Regions from separate parts of the Mus musculus genome. Here all the other regions are linked to region 3. The links are chromatin contacts, called in public promoter capture Hi-C maps. All regions are on one chromosome and are shown on one strand. Each heading gives the region's core, a stretch centred on a gene start, on an enhancer-like site or on the middle of the called end of the contact. The rest is flanking DNA. Distances are from core to core; before and after follow the strand shown.

Evidence for each region. Promoter capture Hi-C pulls out the DNA fragments that hold promoters and counts their contacts. Capture Hi-C pulls out chosen DNA fragments and counts their contacts.
Region 1: a contact with region 3 is called in a promoter capture Hi-C map of second pharyngeal arch cranial neural crest. The contact joins the promoter of H2bc12 here to the promoter of Zkscan8 in region 3. A contact is called at or near these places in 9 of 39 promoter capture datasets (the 3T3-L1 cell line, cranial neural crest, frontonasal cranial neural crest and 5 more), 7 of 484 Hi-C or Micro-C datasets (B cells, CD4 T cells, cerebellum and 4 more), 2 of 115 datasets of contacts at active chromatin or transcription factors (astrocytes and bone marrow-derived macrophages) and 2 of 9 other capture datasets (liver and macrophages).
Region 2: a contact with region 3 is called in a promoter capture Hi-C map of adipose tissue. The contact joins the promoter of Zfp184 here to the promoter of Zkscan8 in region 3. A contact is called at or near these places in 4 of 39 promoter capture datasets (cranial neural crest, hippocampal neurons, liver and 1 more), 1 of 484 Hi-C or Micro-C datasets (pre-B cells), 1 of 115 datasets of contacts at active chromatin or transcription factors (microglia) and 2 of 9 other capture datasets (adipose tissue and liver).
Region 4: a promoter capture Hi-C map of pre-B cells shows a contact between it and region 3. The contact joins the enhancer-like site here to the promoter of Zkscan8 in region 3. A contact is called at or near these places in 3 of 39 promoter capture datasets (neural stem cells, neutrophils and pre-B cells).

What each region holds. Positions count from the first base shown.
Region 1 is chr13:22,034,491-22,037,692 of GRCm38.p6, reverse strand. H2bc12 (H2B clustered histone 12) reads right to left here and starts at 1,872. Exons shown (of 1, transcript NM_175665.2): 1 at 1,373-1,872. The coding sequence starts at 1,806. The coding sequence ends at 1,426. H2ac12 (H2A clustered histone 12) reads left to right here and starts at 2,050. Exons shown (of 1, transcript NM_175659.2): 1 at 2,050-2,571. The coding sequence starts at 2,141. The coding sequence ends at 2,527.
Region 2 is chr13:21,943,656-21,946,835 of GRCm38.p6, reverse strand. Zfp184 (zinc finger protein 184 (Kruppel-like)) reads right to left here and starts at 1,742. Exons shown (of 6, transcript NM_183014.1): 1 at 1,637-1,742; 2 at 1,037-1,280. The coding sequence starts at 1,043.
Region 3 is chr13:21,529,685-21,532,822 of GRCm38.p6, reverse strand. Zkscan8 (zinc finger with KRAB and SCAN domains 8) reads left to right here and starts at 1,709. Exons shown (of 6, transcript NM_139141.4): 1 at 1,709-1,878. It overlaps Gm32724 (a long non-coding RNA gene), which reads right to left and starts at 1,754. Exons shown (of 5, transcript XR_001780870.1): 1 at 1,669-1,754.
Region 4 is chr13:22,000,182-22,003,330 of GRCm38.p6, reverse strand. Prss16 (protease, serine 16 (thymus)) reads left to right here. Exons shown (of 12, transcript NM_019429.2): 10 at 6-185; 11 at 260-405; 12 at 521-1,155. The coding sequence ends at 577. Among named protein-coding and RNA genes, the nearest start is that of n-TQctg1, 5.1 kb to the right of the region's middle. Within about 2 kb of position 1,605, at least 64 of the 459 cell types and tissues checked have an H3K27ac peak or open chromatin away from gene starts, as enhancers often do. A contact at or near this core is called in pre-B cells, where this site is marked.

The DNA of each region.
Region 1 (3,202 bases), core at 623-3,122, 500 kb before region 3:
ACATGCAAGCATTATTTCTCTTAAGCGTCTCATGAAGTTGAAATAGGCAGCATACTGCACTAGTGGTTTCCTCCCATCAGCTACCTGATATCTGCCTAAGGGTTATAAACACTGCCGTTGTTAAGAGTGAATGGGACAGAGCAGAGAAAATTGGACTTGGGAAACTCTAGAAAGCTCACTTTACACCATCCCTCCATTTACTTGTGATAGATACCTTCTCCAATTAATTACCTCCACCCTTGCTCTTTGCTTTGAAAATAGTTTTCTTTATATCCCTCTAGATTGCTTCCAGCATTAAAAAAAATAAAATAAAATAGTAAATACTACCTCAGATTTGTGTAAAGATTAAATGGGCTGGGCAGTGGTGGTGCACGCATTTAATCCCAACACTTGGGAGGCAGAGGCATATGGATTTCTGAGTTCGAGGCCAGCCTGGTCCAGGGCTACACAGAGAAACCCTGTCTCGAAAAAAAAAAAATTAAATGGGTTCATATGCTTGGCATGTTGATAAGCACTCAAGAAGTGATTACAGTCATTTTATATGTTTTCAGAATATTAACCTAACAGGCAAATTTCTAATAAAGACTTGGATGGATAGAAAACTTGTTCTGCTTGATAAAATATTCCAGTCTGACCTTGCTCACCTGTAAGATCACCTCCAGGAGAAAGCAATCCATCCTGTATTCTCAATATCTGTATCCTTAAAGCTTAGACAGGGAAGAGGCAAAAATGTTTCCCTTTAAATAAATTGTCCCCCATGGGTCCCCTCTGCCTCCACACCACACCCCAGGGTTTCACTGTGCAGCCCTGACTGTTCAAACTCACTCGGTAGACTAGACCGGCCTCAAACAGGCATCCACCTGGCTTTGCCTTCAGAGTGCTGGGTTCAAATAAAGGCAGGCACAACTACAGCAAGGTTTAAATCGTTGGTTTTGTCTGGTTTGGCTTAACTAGCCTCCATTTAACTTTTTTTAACAGGAGACCGGATCTTGTAAGCTAACCTAGCCAGAATTTCTAACACAGAACACGATTTTAAGATCCTAATCTTACTTCTACTTACCAGAACACAAGCATTATAGATGCGCTCCACCTCATCCAAACTTACGCAGCAATGGGGACTAAGCTGAGCTTCAGGTATGCCAAACACTCTCCCAGCTGAATTTACACCCTCAGCCCTGACCTGATTTTGAACAAATTACGCCAGAATACAATATAACTTTAAGTCAAAAGGTCATTGTGGCTTACACAAAACTGGGAGACCCTGACCGAGACAAGCAACTCTGTAGTGCATTCAACACTACATACACCTGCCACAGGAATCAAGAGCCGTACTCGAAGGTGAATTCATGTTTGCAGCTCTAATACTGGTGGTTTAGTGGCTCTTAAAAGAGCCTTTGGTGCTAGACGTCAACCCTATTGAGAAGTTTACTTGGCGCTAGTATACTTGGTGACAGCCTTGGTGCCCTCCGACACGGCGTGCTTGGCCAGCTCCCCGGGCAGCAGCAGGCGCACGGCCGTCTGGATCTCCCGGGACGTGATGGTCGAGCGCTTGTTGTAATGCGCCAGGCGGGACGCCTCGCTCGCGATGCGCTCGAAGATGTCGTTCACGAACGAGTTCATGATGCCCATGGCCTTGGAGGAGATGCCGGTGTCGGGGTGCACTTGCTTCAGCACCTTGTACACGTACACCGAGTAGCTCTCCTTGCGGCTGCGCTTGCGCTTCTTGCCGTCCTTCTTCTGGGCCTTGGTGACGGCCTTCTTGGAGCCCTTCTTCGGGGCGGGAGCGGACTTCGCAGGCTCAGGCATGGCGTAGAAATGAATAGAAAACAAAGCTGAACACCCAACAGGACAAGCAGATAGGAACACCACGGGTACTCTTTATCTAGAACTTCGTATGCAAATAAAGTGAAATGCCCTTGTCTGGGTAGTGGTCACTCAGAGAAAAGGCTGAGCCTGCTTTTACCCAATGAGAATACACAACTCCCAAAACCTCGTTTCCATTGGTTAAGTTGAACTCACAATGCTAACCAATGACGGGCCTCCTTTTTCGCGCCCTGGCTTGACTATAAAAATCTACAGAGTTTCCCTTTGTTTCTGCTGTTTAGCTAACGCTTACCAGGGAAGTTTTAAGTTGTACAATATGTCTGGACGCGGTAAGCAGGGCGGCAAGGCTCGCGCCAAGGCCAAGACCCGCTCCTCCCGGGCCGGCCTGCAGTTCCCCGTGGGCCGCGTGCACCGGCTGCTCCGCAAGGGCAACTACTCGGAGCGCGTGGGCGCCGGCGCCCCGGTGTACCTGGCGGCCGTGCTGGAGTACCTGACGGCCGAGATCCTGGAGCTGGCGGGCAACGCGGCCCGCGACAACAAGAAGACGCGCATCATCCCGCGCCACCTGCAGCTGGCCATCCGCAACGACGAGGAGCTCAACAAGCTGCTGGGCCGCGTGACCATCGCGCAGGGCGGCGTCCTGCCCAACATCCAGGCCGTGCTGCTGCCCAAGAAGACCGAGAGCCACCACAAGGCCAAGTGAAGCAGGTTTCAATATCTCCCAAAGGCTCTTTTCAGAGCCACACACAAAGTCCAGAAAGAAGCTGGTACATGTAAATCTAAGATCTCCTTTGTGAAGTGATAGTACTAATTCCAACCACGTGGTGAGTAAGCTGCAGTCCAGTGTAAATGTGTTCTCTCCGCGTGGGACTTAAGCATTCAAGTTTAACCCTTCTAGGAATATTTGGATCTTGAAACTGCTTTCTTGGTCTTTTTTTCATCAAGTATTTTTTGTTTTTTCAGACAATCTCATTAAAACCCACTGTAGGACAAGCCAGTCTGCCTCTGCCTTGGATATTGGGACTTTGACCTTCCCAAGCTGGCATAATCTATCATAGACACCAGGTCTGGTTAACCTTCAACAGATGAGGTTTTACTTTTTTTTTCCACTTTGCAGCAGAACATGTTAGAAGACTTTACAGGTCTTAATGCTGCTTAACTGGTGTGTGTGCATGCCCACCTGCTAGCCAGAAGTAAACGATCAATTTTAAGTTACTTTTTTTTTCTTCTAAATCCCCATAATGTTTTCACAAATCTTACTGCTCAAAGGAGCAGAAACTCGGGGGGGGGAGGGGGGGTAAGAGCCTGCCTGGTAACGAAGGGGATAAAGTCCTCAACTTGACCCAAGAATAAAATTTAACAAAACAGTGTAAAGAAT
Region 2 (3,180 bases), core at 493-2,992, 410 kb before region 3:
GAGAAGGCTCAGCAGAAACAAACAAACAAACAAACAAACACACAAACAACAAAAACCAAACTCTGCCTTAATATTCATCTTTGTCTCTTGACACTTCACATGGTTCATACAGAGAAATGTGAAGTCCTCATTGATGAAGCAAGGCACTCTTGCTGAGTCCTCTCTGCTTCACATAAAGCATGAGTAAACAGTAGGGTATAATAGTGCATGCCTTTAATCCCAGCACTAAGGACGCAAAACCTTGTGGGTCCCAGTGAGTTTATTCAGTGACACTCTCCCATACCTAACGAAAGTAAAGACATGCAAGCACACACTTATACACATAAAACAAAATCTTTTTAAAAAAATTAACAAAAATGTGATAAGGGAAAGATAGTAATAGATCATACTCTTAGGTATTTTTAAAAGGACATTTAAAGAACTGTTTAGTTTTAGGCATTGCAATGTAAGAAATATGCTAACTAGGAAAAGACTACTCAAAGAAGTCTAGCGATCTTATATGGACCTATCATAGGAAATGAGACTTAGGCTGCTTGACAGGGAACTTAGGAGTTCTAACAGCTGAATTCACAGGTAACGGCATCATTGTAAAATTACTGACAGTATCTGGTGCTTTTAAGATCTACACACAGGTTACAGGACTAGGCACTGTTAGTAAAAGGAACTAAAAAACAAGGAAACATTTGCACCCAAATGGTGAGTTTAAGTCCACACACACACTTGCACCAGAACAAGCTTGAAAAAATTGCTTTCTGCAAGATATTTCAAAACTAATCTTTGCAATAAGTTAAAACACCTTTTTTTTTCTGACTAAAGTTTTCTATTCGGAAATGTAATAAAAGAGAAATGTCAAGAGGATCAGATATTCTGAACTGTTGTTCCTTTTCAAATTCTGATGTCCAGAACTCAGAATTAATTCTTTCAAGCCTCTTTCGATGATGTAATTAGGTTTCTTTACCCCTGGCCACATTACTTCTTCCTCCCACCTCTCAGTTCGCCATACACCAGTCCTCTCTGCCCTGGCCATTGCCATTACCTGCCATCCCAGGAGCTCTACGTCTTCCGCTAGAACTTGGACACGTGGATACCTGGGCAGCTTCAGTTTGGGACTTGGATGTCCCGCTCTCCTTCCAGAGTAGGTGTCTTATGCTCTACGAGACTGGCCTACCAGGCACAGGATACACTCTGCAGCACGCGTCTTACAGTCGCACCTCAGACTCGTACAGAGTAGCCAAGAGGTCCTGTCCAAGATCGGACGTGCACAGGGGAAGTTTGGATTGCTACAAGAAACAAAAAGTGAATAGGGAGCGAACAGCTCTGCCTCGCTGCAGTAGAGACTCTGGGCGCCCACCTAGTCTTGGCCACCCGCCCTCCACAGGGTCTGCGATCTCCCACTTTCCCAGGCGGCCAGACACACCTGTTGCGGGGCACACCAGAAAGGCGGGCTGCTCCGCATTTTGCTGGCCCGGCCCAGAACAAAGGAACAAAGCCTTGGGGAACCCGCGGTCCCCGGCAACGCCGAGGGGAGGCGCGCCCCCTTCCCTGACTCCCCGGCTTCCTCCCGCGCATGCCGCACTACGCGAGCCCGCAAGGTGACGTCACACACCCAAGGCGCTGGTGGTTGCCATGGTGATACCTGGACTCCAGTCTTGTGACGCACTCCAAGGATCCTGGATCCAGATGACCTGGGATGGTCATCAAAACTCAGGCTGTGAGTTTACGCCGTGGGACGAGCCAAACGCCCACCCCTTTCCACGCCCACAGTCGGCTTAGCGGTCACTTCCGGTCGCGTAGACCCTTTCCCTTGGTTTCCCCCTCCCCGCAACACACAGGAGCGCCTCACCGGGGAACACAAAGGACCACAATTCCCAGAATGCAACGCGCAGTGTTTCTGAATTACTTTTCCCAGGTTTCCACAAATGCTGCAGTCCCTCCTGGTGGCTCGGGAGGTTGAACCTGCCTACCGTTTGTGTCCAGTGATTTGGATTGTGAGCAGAGGTGGCCATATATAGCGTTTGTAACCAATATTCACACACCCTCAGGGTTTTGGGCGGAGATGTTGGGGGCAGTACCATGCCCCTCAGGCTGGTCTCGAACTTGCTATATACATGTGGCTGGCCTTGAAATCCTGATCCACCTTCTCCACCTCCTAAGGATCTGACCTCCCCTCACAGAGAATTTCAAAATGCAAGCGTACATTTCATCGTTCAACCCTACTTTTATTACCTGGTTGGTCTGCATTCTCATTTATATGGTATTTGTCGTTTTGAAAATATTTTTTCGTTTTCATGTCTTCGAAAAACGACTCTCATTTTTTTTTTAAATACTAAAGAAGCCGGGAGAAGGTGATGGTACAGTATTTTACATACTGCACGTTTCCTTGCCTAGCACTTAAAGCATATCCATTAGTGCTCTAGACGAACACAGAAGATTGCAACAAATAGGTTTTTATGTTTCAAAGATGTGGCCCACTCATCTAAGGGCTTCTGTTCCTCCCCAGTTATTTGACAGAAGGGCTAAAGTGGCTCCCCTCCTTAGCTGAGAGCACCAGACCTGGAAATGATAATGCTACACATGAAAACTTTAAGGAAAGGGGATGATATTTAGAGAAATGGTTGCAACAAGACATTCGATAAAAAAGAGAATGCAAACAGCAATCATGTTTAGTTTTTTTTTTTTAATTGATTTTATGTGTCTGTTTGTGGGCATATGTGAAGGGACATGCTTTGGTGTCCAGAAAAGGATGTAGGAGCCCTTGGAACTAGAATTTATAGAAGACTGCATGCTTAGGACCAGACTTCTAACACTAGCTTTTCTGTTTGCTGGCTAGGAGCACCTCACAGGTTTTGGTTCTGGGAATGGGGCTCTGTTGAAATAAATGCCTGGACACATGAAAGTGACTTTGAAATTTGATTATGAGTAGAAGCTAGAAGAATTACTGAGTTATAGCATTTAAACTAAATTATTCTTAAAAGATGGATGCTGGGGATGGTGAGATAGCTCAGCGGGTAAGAGCACTAACAGCTTTTCAGGAGGTCCTGAGTTCAAATCCCAGCAACCACATGGTGGCTCACAACCATCTGTAGTAACATATGAGGCCCTTTTCTGGTGTCTAAAGACAGCTACAATGTACTTACATATAATAAATAAATTATTTTTTAAAAAGTCTCAAATGCCTTT
Region 3 (3,138 bases), core at 460-2,959:
CAAAAAGCAAATTGGAGAGGAAAGGGTTTATTTGGCTTACACTTCTAGATCATAGTCCATCATTGGAGGAAGTCAGGACAGGGACTCAAGCAGACCTGGAGTCAGGAGTAGATGCAGAGGCTATGGAGAAGGCTGTTTACTGTCTTGCTTCCCCTGCTTTGTCCAGCCTTCGCTCTTATAGAACCAGGACTATCATCCATGGATGGCATCACCCAGAATAGACTGTGCCCTCCTCCATTGATCACCAATTGAAAAAATGACCTACAGCTGGATCTCATGGAGGCATCTTCTCAACTGAGGCTCTTTCCTCTCTGATGAATCTAATTTATGTCAAGTTGACACACAGAACCAGCCAGTACATGTAATAAATGCAGAAAAACCTTCATTCAACAAGAACATCTTGTTGGAAATTATAGAACACACACTGAAGTCCTATAAACATAGAGTATGGGAAAGATCTCAGTGGGCACAGAGGTGTTATTAAACATCAGAGAATCCATATAGGCTAAAACCCTATGGGTACATAAAGTGTGGAAAGCCTGTATAAGTTAGGCTCTAACTAGGTATCAGAGAATTTATAGAGTAAATTAGTTCTACTAAAAAGAGAACAGTACCAAAAATTACTTAGTGCTCAGGATTAATAGACAGAATCTACCTTAGAGACCACGAGTGCCCATAATGTGGGCAAAACTTCAATCATCATTTAAAAACTTGAATCAAAGAATATGAGTCAAATATTCTTTTATTTCTAATTTAGTTGTTTTGAAAGAGGAATCAACTTCAGAAGGCTTTAACCTATTTGTATTGACTTACATTTATAATACCAATTTTATAATCCCAAATTTATAATCACTTGATTTATGCTTTTAATCCCAACACTTGGGAAGGTGAGGCAGGAAGTTTGCCCTGCGGCCAGCTAGGGCTACAGAGAGACTTGATCTAAACTAGCAAAACAACAAAATGTAACCCTGTCTATTGTGTTCACTTGTGACCCAAGCTTGGCAATTCCTGGCTGAATATGACTTCTCCCTTCTGTTCTAGTTCTTTGCTTGTCCATTCGTTTATATGACACTAGGTAAGACATTCACATGTCCTCTGCCTCATTTCCTCGAGATGAGAATGAGATTCACCAACTCTATCTCAACAAGTTGAAACAGATAAAAGTTGTCTTTGACATTAAAAAGTAAACCAATGTTCATTGTTTTCCACCAATTTTCTATTTAAATTTTAAGTTAGGGGTCTGGTTATTTTGTAGACGTTTTGTTGTTTCCAACCATAAGTATCTGGAGGATGAGAACACTCATAGTCAAAGAGAAAGCAATGGTCAGTAGGAACTTTATAAATATACTACTGTTCCTAGGAACTACAAAGGTTTAAATTCTTCAATACGCAGTGAAAGTTGGGAATTTGGAGTAATCATGAAGCATTAATGGGAAAGCACAAGGTAACTAAGAAGAATAAAGAGAAATCCGTTAAGTATACTCCTGAGCCCAGCGCAGGCCTCTGGATCTGTGATCAGCCACCCAACTCTTAAACTTGTCACCTGAAGCCCGAGGCTGGCCAGACAAAAGCTTAGGTGACTTAAAGCTATGTCACTCCTCAGGATGTCCCGCATAGCCGCCCTCCACCTGGTGTAGCTGAGGGCGCTCGGTCCTTTTGCTGGCCTACCATAGAGCTGTCAGACCTCCGAGCTTCCTAGAGAGCTTCCGGAAGTGGCTGTGGGGCAAGATGCGTGCTGCCCGGCTCTGCGGCTCCAAGGGTTTGGAACTTAGCGGCTGCAGGGGTCCCGCTCGGGTTCGGTGTCCGTCGCGTCTCCTCGCGCGCTTCCCTGTCCGCGCTGTGCCGCCTCCCGCCCTCGGGCAGCGTGGGGAGCTCTCGGTGAGTGCGCTGGGCCGAGCAGGGGCGCTCGGGCAGCGGAGGCCCGAGAGCGGGGAGCGGGTCGGTTCAGGGCCTGCCGCCGCTGAGCAGGCCGACACCCGGCCCCAACTTCCTACGGGATGGCTCTCCTCATCGCCAGTCATCATGTATATAATTTTGCACTCGCTCTTACTTGTAAAGCCGGCCCGTGTACCAACTGTTTCTACTCAGCAGTTTTGCCGATCGGTCTCAAAATTCATTTTTAAAGATAATAATTTTTTTCTTTTGAAGCCTCTACCCCACGTGGAAATCTTTGATTTTTTTTTTTTTTGTTACTCTTTTTTTTTTTTTTCTACCCATAAAAGAAGTATATTATGAAAGTAGTTCATGTAATGGCTGAACAGTTGTATGCAAAAGAAATACTTTAAGTAATTCTGGGGTAACAAAATTAAACCTTATTCAGAATACTTTGCTTACCTAGTTTATTAAAGCTAACTGAAATAGAATCTTGAAAATTCGGTAGGTTCCCATTCCCAAAACTCGGGTCATTCATGAGTAATCTCTGTTGGATTTCTAAGACGTTGACCACCACTTGACCACATACTTCTATTTGTCCGATTCACTTAAGTATTGCTATGCAGCAATCATCATTTTAGTGAATGTGCACGTTTTGAGTTCCTTGTGGTTAAATATAAAAATGTCAGTCTTAAAAGCATTCATCAAAGCAACTTCCTTGAGAAGCCCATAGCCACGCTTGTGCGTCTGGCCCTCTCCTGAGTGCCTTTCTCCTAACCCTCATGCTCAAGCCTTATTAAAATAACTTTTAAAATCTCCAAAACAAACAAACAAAATGAATGAATGCCATTTCAGATAACTACAAAGCATGTTTGTTTCATCTACTTCTTCTTAATCTCTAAAACCTGGAGATTATCATTCCTGGTTTGTATTCGGTTCTCAGACATCTCTCAAGTTTAATTAATCAGAAAGGAAAGTACATCTCCTGCATCTCTTGAGAAGCCAGTATTTGAGTTGTGCCTTCCTTAGTTTTCAAGGCTTTAACATTTTCGATCCCGAATAAGCCTAAGATTGTTGCCTTTCCGTTCATAAGGCAATCATCCTGACCAGATGTTCTTCAAGGATGGTGTGTAGGGATCAGTGTTTCTCTGTAGGTACTTTCCAACACTGCAATGTGTATGCACAAAATTATTAGAGAGGAGAATGAAATGGCCATGTATGTTGGTGCATGCCCGTAATTAATTGCATGCTGTACTAGGGTTGGGA
Region 4 (3,149 bases), core at 356-2,855, 470 kb before region 3:
CACAGATGTCACCTGTGAGGGTCTTCAGTGTCCTTTTTCCCAGCTCCCAGCACTGCCCTTCCAGCTAGAGCTGTGTGAACAAGTGTTTGGCCTCTCACCTGCATCTGTTGCCCAGGCTGTGGCCCAGACAAACTCCTATTATGGTGGTCAGAGCCCTGGAGCCACCCAAGTACTGTTTGTTAATGGTGAGTGTACCACCAGGGCCTGGCTCTACAACATTGTAGTCTCAGTGCAGTGCCATCCTCTCCTTTCTTTCCAGGAGACACAGATCCTTGGCATGTATTGAGCGTAACACAGGACTTAGGACTGTCTGAGCCAGCCCTTCTAATTCCTAGTGCTTCCCACTGCTTCGATATGGCACCTATGAGGCCTTCAGACTCTCCCAGCCTCCGCCTGGGACGTCAGGTAAGAGAAAAGATCCTGAATGTTTTATATTCTCACTCACATACTTATTTGTATAACTCATCTTTTACTGGTGCTGAGTTCTGACTCCAGAATGTTCTCCATCTCTTCTTCACAGAAAATCTCCCAGCAATTACAGGATTGGCTCAAAGATATAAAGAAGAGCCAGAGTTGATGTGGGATCAAAACCCAGCCCTTTGACAGTCCCATCACAGGAACTGCATCCTGGCATTTTTCTTCACTGTAGAAGAGAAAACAGCTGTTTGGAAGGAGGAAGTTCCTAGACGTGGGACTCAGTGCCTGTTCTGCCTGCTTGTTCTCAATTTATCTTCATTGCCAACTAGAAGTTCTTTGTCACGGATTAGTATAAATGTAGGCAAATGATTACTGTCCTTTGTAGGTAGTGATATTCTGTATGGTAAATGTCAGGGGAATGTGGCTTTCCATGCTGGAGCCGCCTTCTCCCAGATAAGAACCTGGCTTAAATTCTGTCTCTTCATTCTTGACTGGCACCTACTGCATAGAACTCTTCACATCCTGACTCTGTCTCTCCTGAGTTTTAGTCTGTGGTAGTTGAACTTCATTGTCAGCCTACCTGAATTTAGAATCACATGGAAACATAACCCTGGACTGACTGACTACCTTTGAGCACGTTTTCAGTAAAGTTATACTGAAGAGGAAAGACCCGCCTGAAATGGTGGTAACACCCATTACTGAACTCCCAGCTGAATAAAAGAAATGGTGAGCACCGGCATTCATTTCTCTCTGCTGTGACTGTGGGCATGATGTGAGCAGCTGCCTCACAGCCCAGCTCGAATACCTCTGCCACTGTGATGGGCTGTATTCCATAATGCGAGCCAAAGCAAGCCCCGCCCTTCCCTCAGTGTTTCCTGTCACTTATGTGGTCACAGCTCTAGGAAAGGGAACCAATAGTCTGTCCCTGCATTCTGTGTGTTTCCGTTTGGAGGAAATGGGAGGCTACACAAACCTCCTCCTTCTTTTGATCTTCCTTTAGTACCTTCTTTACTCCCTTCTTCTCCCCACAAGCAAATGTCACCACTCTCCAGTACTCTAGCTTCTTGCCTGAAAAGTCTTGAGTTCTGGCTAGTCCCCCTGGTTTTCTACGTTCCAGTTTGGGGGTTGGTCCCAAAGCTAGTCTCTTAGGCTGTAGCACAGCTCACCCCTATGAGCAGCTGCCACTAATACTAGGACATAGGGAGTCCAGGGGAGTGACAGACTCTAAGGGGCAGGTTGAGAATGAGGGAAGGCTAGACAGAAAAGGTGTAACCTCTCTCTCTGTGAGGAAGTTCAAACCCAGAGAACAAGTTTTAACACTTAGGGCTAACCTTAGTTCTGCTTACAGAAACCACCCTGGGTCTTTTATTAGCCTCTAACCACATTTCCTCACCAGGTCTAACTGTAGCGTGTGTGATGGCCTTGCACATGGTGTGTGCTTATCATCTGTTAAGAGAGTCATGCTGCCCTTCCCCCCCAAAAAGAGAATCATGCACTCCATGCAGAATCCACATACTTGGGGTTTCCCTCCTACTATGCTGCATGTGCCGTCTGCAAAGTTCCTTGCAGTGTGAGACCTGCATGGATTCGGTCAATCTTCTTCGCTCTAACATTCTCAGGCCTTTTGGATAGGTCTCATGTGTCTGACCGGTTCTGCTCCTGCCTTCCAGGTATTCAGGCACTGTTGCACACCTGGGAAGTGGGTTGGGGGATTTTAGGATGAGTGTACATCATTTGCTGGGACTGAGGTGCTGGGAATGCCTCATTTACATGAAGAGGAATTCCAGGTGCTTGCTAGACATGTCCTTATAGGAAGAGGGGAAATTAAACCTGTAAGTTGGCCACCAGGCTAGTGTCTACTTAAACAGTGGTGGAGGTGGGAGTTGTAAGGCTATGTGCCTCTGGGCATGCAGGCCAGATCAGGGAGGGAGTAATTCTTACTCCTGCCAGTCTCGAGATGAGATGTCCAGGGTGACATGTCTGGACCTCACTCTTACTGGTTTAAAAAAGCTTTAAAAAAAAATAAAAAATCTCAAGCACAGCCTCCCTCTTTTCCCAACCTGTTCCTAGAGGCAAGTCTCCCAGACTTGCAAAACCAATAATTTAATGAAACCACATCAACTGAAAGAGGACGACTGTAGAGGAGAAGGGAGACCAATGAAAGGAGGAGGTCAAAGGACAGTGGGGAAGGAGGGTGAGCAAGAGCAACATGTATCTTATTTTATCAGAACAGAGAAATTTTGTTATTATTTTTCTTTTGCCTTTATGTTTTAATCTCAGATATACAATTAAAATAAATGCATTAAGTGAGCACTACAGGGGTTTTTTTATGAAGGCTCACTTCTGGGTTAGATGAAGCCCAGATGATTGTAAATGCTCTATTTGCACTTACATATGTAAGACTGGCAGAGATAACAAAAAAAAAAAGGACCAGGAGGAACACAGCATGACATCAGCCTTGTCAGTCAGACACAGAACACGTCTCATGTTTACTAATCCAGTATGTGCTGGAGTCCATAGAGCTAGTTAGCCCACGATGTGTAATCTCAGCCAGCCTTCAACTCCTCCAGGAAATTCACAGGACAAAGGTGCAGATAGAAATGCATTTCTTTTACTTTGTAGGTCTGTACAACGTGAGAAAGGAGCTCGATTCCAGGACTGACTTGGAAAGAAGATCTAAGATCAATTAGCTTTTCTAATCTCCTCCCCCCAGTTTTTCATCAAGCAGGGAA